Linked DNA regions of Rattus norvegicus: region 1 is linked to region 2. Evidence: chromatin contacts called from public Hi-C data. All regions are on one chromosome and are shown on one strand. Each heading gives the region's core, a stretch centred on a gene start, on an enhancer-like site or on the middle of the called end of the contact. The rest is flanking DNA. Distances are from core to core; before and after follow the strand shown. Region 1 holds the start of Fbxw7 (F-box and WD repeat domain containing 7). Region 2 overlaps Tmem154 (transmembrane protein 154).

Region 1 (4,374 bases), core at 755-3,254, 99 kb before region 2:
GTGGACCGGCGTTCTCAGTCTTACACTGCCTATGTTCCTTGTTACACAAAATCCCACAGTACTTGCCTTAAGATGTTTAGTTTAACCTTACATAGTTGAAACATTACTTTTCTGTACCTCTAATTTAGCACTCAGTGTGCTAAGTGCTTTCTTAAAAGAGTACAAGTTTCTATGTTGACAAGTAGAGCCAAATAAGAAAAGCAGCATGCATGTCCTTTCAGTCCCTAGTAGAAATGTGTTATCACTTAAAATAGATGACGAGAGAGAGAGAGAGAGAGAGAGAGAGAGAGAGAGAGAGAAAGAGAGAGAGAGAGAGAAGTTGCAAGTGCTCTCCCTGAAATAAGTTTCAGCGAGTTGTGCATCCTAGGAACTCGGATTCTCCTGAGCCAAATGAAACATGCAAACAAGGACTCTACACATTGGAGTCTGTGGACTTATGAAATAAAGCGCTGGGGGCACCAAACCCCTCTTTGCACTAAAATCAAAATTGGTCTTCCTGACCAGGGCAACTTCAAAAACAATAGTTAGGAAAGGAAAAAAAATAAAATAAAATAAGAGTTGATTCAAGTGATTCCCACGTGGGAATCCATGGGAGTTTCCCTGAAACAAAAACCACTGCCAGAATCAGGTTGCCAGAAAAAGGTAGAGGACAGAGCTGTCCACACAGCTCCTCTAAGAAAAACGCCCGAGTACTTGCATTACTCCTGCAAACTGACGCTTTCTCCCGAAATTAGAAAGGAAAGGTCTCCACTGCCAACCCTCCCGAGAAACAGCCCAACTCCACCATCAAAGCACCCACCCGCTCCCACTTGTCACCTTATAATGTCCCCCCTCCTTCGGGTCCACTCACGCTTCAGAGACGAGCGGTGGCGCTGACAATGTGGCTGGCTCCCTTCCTCCTTCGGGCTGAGGCGGGCAGCTGCGGAAGGCTAGGCGCGGAACTAAGAAGCGGTGCTAGCGTCGCTCCACGGAGCAGCTACCCGGGTCTCTTCCGCGCTGCCGGGATAGAAGCTGAGGCGGCGGCGGCGGCAGCGGCAGCAGCCCCGCTCACCGCTTTTTCTCTTCCTGGGTCTCTGCAGGCTGTGGCTTCAGCCCGTCCTGGGCCACTTGTCCCGGGACAGTCACAATCAGAAAGCTCGAAGATTTTGTTTGGGTAAAGTTTCCTCTGGGCGGAGGCTGCAGCCGGCCCCCCGAGTCCCCCCCGGCCCCGCCGCCCTGGGGGGCTGGGGCGGGGAGGGGGCGCCGAGAACTCCTGGAGTCCCGCCGAGGAGCCGGGGTGCGGCGGCGGGCCCAAGGAGAAGCCCCCCAGAGGGGGTGAAGGGGAGGGGAGGGGAAGGAGAGGACAGCGGCGCCCGGGCCGCTCACCACGCCGCCGCGGCCGTTTCACATCGGGGTCCCCGCCCCCCCGGCCCGGAGGTGGCTCCTGGGCTGGGGGCCCCGGTTCATACACTCCGCTATGGGATGCTACGGCCCGGGTCGGCCGGTCTGGACGGCGGCAAGGCTGGGGACCCGGCGGGCTCGGATCGGCGCCGCCCCCGCTCCCGGCTCCCGCATGTGTCGCGGCGGCCGGGACCCCCTCCCTACACCTCGGGGGGTCCTTCGCCCCACACTCCGGGGCGAGGCAGAAAGCCCAGCCCCTCGCGGGCGTCCTCTCCCGGCTGAGCAGCTACGAGTCCCGACCGGCGGCAGCCGCCTCCCTGCCCCCCGGCCGCGGGCTCCGGCTCCGGCTCTGGCTCCGGCTCTGGCTGGGGCTCCCGCTTCGGCGTGTGCAGCAGCCGCTGCCGGCCGGGAAGGTAAGGGGGGGAGCAGACGGCGGCCACGGCTCCCGATGGCCCGGGCTGCGGCGAAGGTCTCGGCGGCGGCCAGTGCACGGGTGCCGGGTCTCTCGGATGCTCGCTCGCTCACTCACTCGCTCTCACCGGCGGCGGCGGCAGCGCCCGAAGCTCAGCTCGCTGTCTCTCTCGCTCTGTGCGGGGCTCTCGCCTCACTCCAGAGAGGGGCGGGAGGAGAGCGGCGCCCAGCGATGACGTAAGTCGCCTAGCAACCGCTCTCCTCTCCCTCCCTTCCCCTTCCACTCTGCGCCTTCCTTTGCTGGCCTTTTCTCCCCATCTCCAGCCACCCCGCCCTGGGAGGCTGTGGCGCGTTCTGATGACGCACAAAGGGAAAAGGAAGTCGAGATCTGGGAGCGGGTGGGTGCGCCTCGGGCCGCGGGACTGCTGCTGCTACCGCCGCCGCTGCCTCCGCCGCCGCCTCTACGGCCGCGTCAGAACTGAAGAGAGGAAGGGGAGGAGCCCAGGCGAGCCTAAGCTACCGCCTAATCTTACCCCTGACCCTAGGGCGCGGAGAGAGAGCTCCGTAGCCGTTCCCTCCGGGGCAGGTGCGAACTGCTCCTCTGGGAGTGAGGAGGAGGCCAGGGACCGGGCTAGGGCGCGCACCACCCGAAGGTGAGGCATTTGGTCCGGAGCAGATCTTCAAACAGAGAGACGGGTGGAAAAGTTAACCTACAGCCCAGAGGTTGCACCTGCTCCCCGGAGCGAGCCACCCCACCCTTCCCGTGGCGTGGGGTGAAACCTGGCGCTGCATTCTGTGTAGTGAGTGAGTGAGTGAGTGAGTGAGTGAGTGTGTGTGTGTGTGTGTGTGTGTGTGTGTGTGTGTGTATAAGTGTATACAAGCCTGCCTCTAGCACAGCCTTAGCGGAACTCCGAGGTGATGGTGGAAGCGCAAGCGTTTTGTAAATTGAAGTGTAGAAACGTGAGAGTTGTAATACATCTCCCTCCTCACCCCCACCCGCCACATGCAATGAAAGGAAAGAGATGAGAGGCTGTTTGTTGAGAGTCGCAACTTCAGGCTTTTGTGGGAAAGGAGGCGAAATTACTAGGGTTGGAAAACAGCCTCCCTTTTAAGAGTCATTCTTGTTTGTCGTTTAGATTTGGGGGAACTTTTTAGAGAGCTGATTTTGTTCATCAGAGTGCCCCTTACCGTCTTCAAAACATTTTGGCGACTCTCAAGTCTCAATACCTCTCCTCTCTCCCTTCCTCCCTCCCTCTCCCACTGTGTGTGTTAGCGGCCGGGGGTGGGGGGGTAGAGGTATGTTATTAATAAATCTATTAAGCCGTTTGTCTTACAGATTCTGGTCTGGGAAATAAGTTTAAGAAAAAACTCATGAAATTTAAGCTATGGTCCTCTAGTAAAAGAATTTTCGAGATAAAGAACCACAGTGTTCAGAAATCTGTCTTGAACCTACCCTTCTTAGCGGTCTGACAGTGAGATTAAAGCAGCAGCTAAGATGAAGGGAAACCGTTGTGTGGCTGGACCTGCCTGCACCCCGTCCCTCTGGAAGCAACAGTGATGGGAGATTGGGCCAAACACACTCTGCACACATTTAAGAAGCAAGCCTAGGTTTATGCCACTGCTGTACCACCTCATGCAACATAGATCAAGAAAATGTCTATGTTGATAAATCAAGGGTTCATTTTTTTGTTCAGAGATGACAAAAGCCAAAAAAAAAAAAAAAAAGTGAGTAAAGGAGAGAGGAGGAGGCCACAAAAGCAAGAAGAGGCAAGTTGCACCAGACCCTCTGTACTCTACCTGAAATCCCAGGCGTCAAACAACTTGCCCTAATTACCCTGGATTTAAGTGTCTACAAACATGATCCATTCGCAGGCTGTATTCCAGTAAGATTCACAGGGAATCAGATCAATTCAACAATAGCCCAACATAGCTGCAACATAATCCTTTTGTTGAACTCTCCTCCTTACAGCAGAAATTAAATAAAATACAGGTGCAGAGGAGTTTGGGGAAGCTGAGCTCCTCAGAGTTAAAGTTTGTGGACTTTGAGTGGAAAGAGTACAAACATCAGAGCTCCACAACCAAGGATGCTTCCGGAGAAGTGCACCATGGGGAGTGTCAGAGTCGGATCTGCCTCATTGTCAGTGGCTCCAATTTAGAACCTCATCAGTGAGGGTCAGAATGAGACTCACAGGAGCCCTGAGCAACCTCCTCAGGAATAGTAGCTGCACTAACGCTCACTGAAAGTCCATTCTCCTCCTTGCCCAGCCTGGTAACAGGAGTAAACAGCTGTCTACAACTGGCTGCTGGAGAGGAAGGAATTCATACATCTCCAATTTGTTGTATATCCTTTTAGTTCCTCATATTGTCTGATAATCTAGAGGAGAAATATAGCCGCTAAATCAGATTTCCAAAAAGTAAATCAGAAAAATGTATTTCAACTAACCAGGTTCTTTCCTGACTTACGAGTTTGTCATAAACATCTATATACTATGTTAAAGTGGGACAAGGAGATCTCTGTGTAAGGTTCATAACTCTTCCCTTGAAAGTGAGCTTGTATAAGAAACTACTCAATGTTTTATTATC
Region 2 (4,867 bases), core at 623-3,122:
AGTATGCTCTTGGGAAACGTCAACGCCACTTGGACTTAGGATTCATTATCACTGAAAAAGAAAGAAATACAGAACAGACCAATAGCACAAGAGGCAAGGGAGAGCTGAACCCTGGATTGCAGAGGTGACTCGAGATTCTAAACAATCAGAAAGCCAGCACTGTTTAGCTTGCGGTTTCCCACACAAGGCACAGTTTGGATTTAATATTCAATTCTTGAGGAGGAAATCCATGGATACCAAGAGACAATTTCTAGCTCTCCAAAATCCTTCCCCCATGACAGGGAGAGAACCAGATGGAGTTGGGGATTCCCGCCTTTAATTAAATCTAATCTCATTCCCTATGGATAGATGCCAGAAGTCTCTTTTTAAAATGTGTTATTTCCTTCAAGAGTTTGTGGCCCTGACTTATTTGCAATGGTGCCTCTTGTTCAAGCACACAGAGGGGCTAGGGAGTGTTCTCTGTCCCATCGGACATCTTGGTATGAATGACTATAAATTAGACACCTGATATTTGAACATAGCCACGGTGTCAGCTAATTTGTGCTTTTTTTTTTGTTTGTTTGCTTAATTCAAGTTTGGCTATCTTGGTCCAATATTTGATTTTGCGGCTTTTGCGCAGTGTGCCGGGGGCTTCTTGTGTCACCCTAGAGAGCAGCTGGGGCCCCTGATTCTTTCTTCCTGCTTCTTCTCTAGGTTTGGAGTCCTTTCTATTAAAACTCTAGCAGAGCTCTATTGGCAGCCAACTCTGTCTCCAAGGAAGGTCATGAGTAACCACAGTGAGCGGATGTGTTCTCTCCTCGGCTCCTGGATGTGTGCAGTCTACAGCAGTCTCCTGACTCACTCAACAGATGCTCAGCGAAGCATTGTGCGTTATCGATGGTACAAACATACCTGTAGTCCCAGCAACTACAGCCAGGAAAACAGTGTCTCAGAAAAACAAACAAAACAAGCCCCGAGAGAGATAGATCAGTTAGATAGATGTGTCCTTGACAGGGGAAAGAAGTAACTGCGAGTGTGTGTGTGTGTGTGTGTGTGTGTGTGTGTGTGTGTGTGTGTGTGTTTGCGTGCACACGTGTGCCCATGGGTGGATGCTGTGGGGACAAGGAACACATGAAAAGGGGAAGGAGGGCAGAACTGTATCCAAGGCAGGGGAATAAACAAAGAAATAGCCTCTATAGCAAAACTCATTAAATGTGGACAACGGATGGGAATTATAGTTTTAGTTTTCGGTTTGGTTTCTTATTTGTTTGGTTGCTTGCTTGCTTTTTGCTCTGGGAGGAAACTCAGTGACAGCAAGCTTGCTTACCGCATGTACTCTCAAGGCCCTTGATTTGATCACCAACATACCACACACTAAAGAAGGAATATTCCTAAGACTTACTAACAAACCTTTAACTATGAAACTCTGAAAAACTCATAGTGGGGAGTGATGGCTTCATTCCTTGGAAACTGGGTGACACCAAGATAGTGTTGCAAAGGGGCCAGGGCCATCTCTAAAGAACAGAAGTCCCCAGACTGCATGGTCTCCTTGTATGGCCTTAGCTAGCAAGACCCTCTCTTTTGTCTACAACACTGAGCTCTGACCACTGGTTGTAACAGAAATAGTATTCAAAATTATTGTAAAACCAGTCAGCGTTCATTGTACAGGGTCCTGGATTCTTCTCCGGCAAGCCTTCCCCTCCCCCCAACAAAACAAAACTCCCCCAGAGAAAGGCAGTTAAGGTCCAAGACATTAACCGTAGCTAATTCCTTGGCATTTTCTCTCCTAAATGGTTTTCTGTTCTAAAGATATGTTCTCTTTTGTTCAGAAACAGGATCTTTGCTCTGTCATCTGTTAGTCCACTTCTGGTCACACAGGGTGGGGCATGACTCAGCGGTAGAGCTCTTCCTAGAACATGCAAGGTCATGGGTTTAATTCCCAGCACTGCAACATACAGACTAGAACCTCCCTCCATTTCCCCCCCTCCCTTTTAGTAGCTATCTAGTGACCTGTTAACCCATTAGATATTGAAAAACTGAGGCTTAGGAATGTAAGTCAGTAGTACGGTGCTTGCCTGAAGCTCTAAATTCAATCCCCAGTTCTGAAGAAAAAAAGAAAGAAAGAGAAAAAGAAAGAGGAGGGGGGCCCACAAAACAACAATAAAACCTAACCAATACTTTTCATAATTAACTCTTCAGGCTACTCCTAATTTTTAACTTTTATGAACAGTCCCAAGAAGTCCCTTTGCATACGTCTTTACAAGAGGAATTGGGTCAAGAACATGCAGCTTTAAAGCATTTAAGCCTACTGTTAAATGGTCCTTCTAGGTAAGAACGCTAGTAGACTTTACCTAAGCTTTCATCTGCTGTTTTTTTGCTAAGAAGAATATTCTCTTTTCCCCAAACATTAATTGATAACTTCAATTTCTTTTGCTAAATTGACTACTGATAAACTTTGTTCATAATTAAAGTGGGTCAATTATCTTTTTATTTTATCTTTTTATTGGTTCAGGTAGTAAGAATTAATTTTGATTCATTATAGTACAAACCACGTCTCTGGTTTTTCTTTTTTGTTGTTGTTTTTTGATTTATTTATTTATTTATTTACTTATTTATTTTTGAGACAGGGACTCGCTCTGTAGCTGTTATGGAGCAGTCCCTTCTGACATTAAAACCTTCCATCTTGGAAAAAGGCAGTTAAGGTCCAAGACATTAAAGGGGAAGGGAGCCAACAGAATGTTCTAAGGGAAGGTGACACATCCCACCCCATAAGGAAGCTTATCAAGAAGGAAAGTTTACAAGGCTTCAGGAAGTTCCCAAAACTGATCAGAGTTGCTAGGTTCTTCCCTCCTCAGGCAAGTGTCAGTAGAAGGGCATTGAAAGGCACTCAGATGAGCCACACTGCCTGGAAGACACACTCTCCACCCTGAGCTGCCTGCAGGCTGTGGTGAGCTCTAGGTTCCCAGCTTTGTGAGCTGTCTCCATGCTGGGCTGGGCTTTGGTGATGCAGCTGCCTTCTAGTCATTTCTTCTCCCACAAGTAACTCAAATAAAACTCTTTGGTTCACCAGGCTGGACTTCTGGGGTATCCCCACTTTGACCTGACATCAATTCTTTATCTGGAAGAGGCAGATGCTGTTCACACATCCTAAGGATAGTGTCCCACAGCAGTAGCCCAGGCTGCCCTTGAACTTGTGTAATCCTCCTGCCTCTGCCTCTCAATTGTTAGGGTAGTAAGTATGTACTCCATGCCAGGCTTTTATTTGGACTTGCTTCTTTTTCAAATAGGGTCTTCTTCTGGACCCCAGATTATCCTTGATACTCCTGCTTCAGCCTCCCGGGTGCTGATTACAAGTTCGAGCTCTCACACCCACCTCTCCATTAACAATTCTTACCTGGTTTCAGTGGTACAATGTCAAATCTCTAATGTGTTTCCTGTGAGCCTCCCCGACTCCCTGCCCCAGCTCACAAATGCTCTCTCGGTTTAGGTCATCCTGGCTGTCTGGACAAAAAATTTTCCAAGTGGAAACGTCCAAGTGCACTGGGACTTGGAAGAGATGGGGCTGAATATGAAATGATAACTTCGAAGTCTTGTCTTTGACTTAGTGGCACGCACACTATGGCTTCCATTCCTTTAAGTCTTTTACGTTTACCAGGGTTAGCTCACTGGTAAAGAATGTGCTTAGCATGTGAGAGTCTCAGAATTCAATCCCCAGCATCAACTAATTAATTAGAAAGTAGGTTTGTGTGCATGTGCATGTGTGTGTTTATGCATGTTTATGTATATATGTATGTATGTGTGTGTATATATGTATGTATGTATGTATGTATGTATGTATGTATGTATTGTGTGTTTAGAATGTGTAAGCTGGAAGAGGGTGTCAAGTGCCCACTCTATCCTATCACCCTCTGTCTTGCTCTCCTAAGACTGTCTCTCTCCCTGAGCTTGGAGCTAAGCTGTCCACCAGCGGCACCTAACACTTCTCTGGCTCTGTCCCGGGACAGTGCTGGGGTTAAAGTTGAGAGTGGGACCACACACAGCTTTTTTATGATATGTGCTGGGCTCGCATGCTCAAAGGCAAGCACTTTTACCCTCTGTATCTTCTCCTCAGTCCCGGTAAATAAATACTTGGATCTTTCAAATGATTTGGCCATGCATCTTGTTGCGGGCATTAGCACTGGGTAGTTGCCATTTTTTTAGTGGCTTTTATGATAGTTCCAATGCTGGGATACCCAAACAAGTGGATTCTTAATGTCAGAAACGCACAGGATCTGGCTGAAGCTTCAGTCAGGGCACAGTCACTTCTCTGTTTTGTGTCAAGGGGCAAGTTAACCTTTCCTAGTTTTAATTTCCTTATCTGATGTCATTTGCAAAACACACCTAATAACTCTATAGCTTATAGGGTTGCTGTAAGAGAATAAATGAGGGCTTGAGGTGAGAAAGTCTCTGCCCTCAGTCCCCAGCACCACACACTCAAAGGATAAAAGGGAGGGGAAAATGTAGGTAAAACCCCATGTTACAGGCCCCGCACCTACACCCATGCCTGTTGGTGATTTGTACTCGGCAGACTGAGCTCTGACAAATGTTTGTGAGTTATCGACAACACTGCCTCAAAGAGGTAAAGGCTTTCAGAAACCATCTTCAGAAGCACACCTCACATTTCTGAGGAGACGTCTTTGCTTAGAAGCTTGTTTACTTTTAAAGCCCCCCAAAAGCAAAGTGTGTGAGATTTCTGAAACACCATAGACATGTGACTTGGTGCCAGCGCATCCCACACTGCCCCTGCTTTGATGGGCTATGGGGTCATTCCCAGACAGCGGCCGCCTTCCTGGTGTTTTGTGTGGTGAGGTGTCATCCATCCACAAGACCTGTGGGTGAGTCAGCAGCC

Evidence for each region. Hi-C and Micro-C count contacts between places; a contact is called where the count stands out from the background.
Region 1: a contact with region 2 is called in a Hi-C map of Schwann cells, with 2.1 times the contacts expected there. The contact joins the promoter of Fbxw7 here to the enhancer-like site in region 2. A contact is called at or near these places in 2 of 12 Hi-C or Micro-C datasets (Schwann cells and liver).

What each region holds. Positions count from the first base shown.
Region 1 is chr2:172,445,368-172,449,741 of GRCr8, reverse strand. It overlaps Fbxw7 (F-box and WD repeat domain containing 7), which reads right to left and starts at 2,004. Exons shown (of 14, transcript NM_001419528.1): 1 at 851-2,004.
Region 2 is chr2:172,345,641-172,350,507 of GRCr8, reverse strand. It overlaps Tmem154 (transmembrane protein 154), which reads right to left. Exons shown (of 7, transcript NM_001401895.2): 7 at 1-51. The coding sequence ends at 36. Among named protein-coding and RNA genes, the nearest start is that of Tmem154, 35 kb to the right of the region's middle. Within about 2 kb of position 1,872, at least 1 of the 93 cell types and tissues checked has an H3K27ac peak or open chromatin away from gene starts, as enhancers often do. A contact at or near this core is called in Schwann cells, where this site is marked.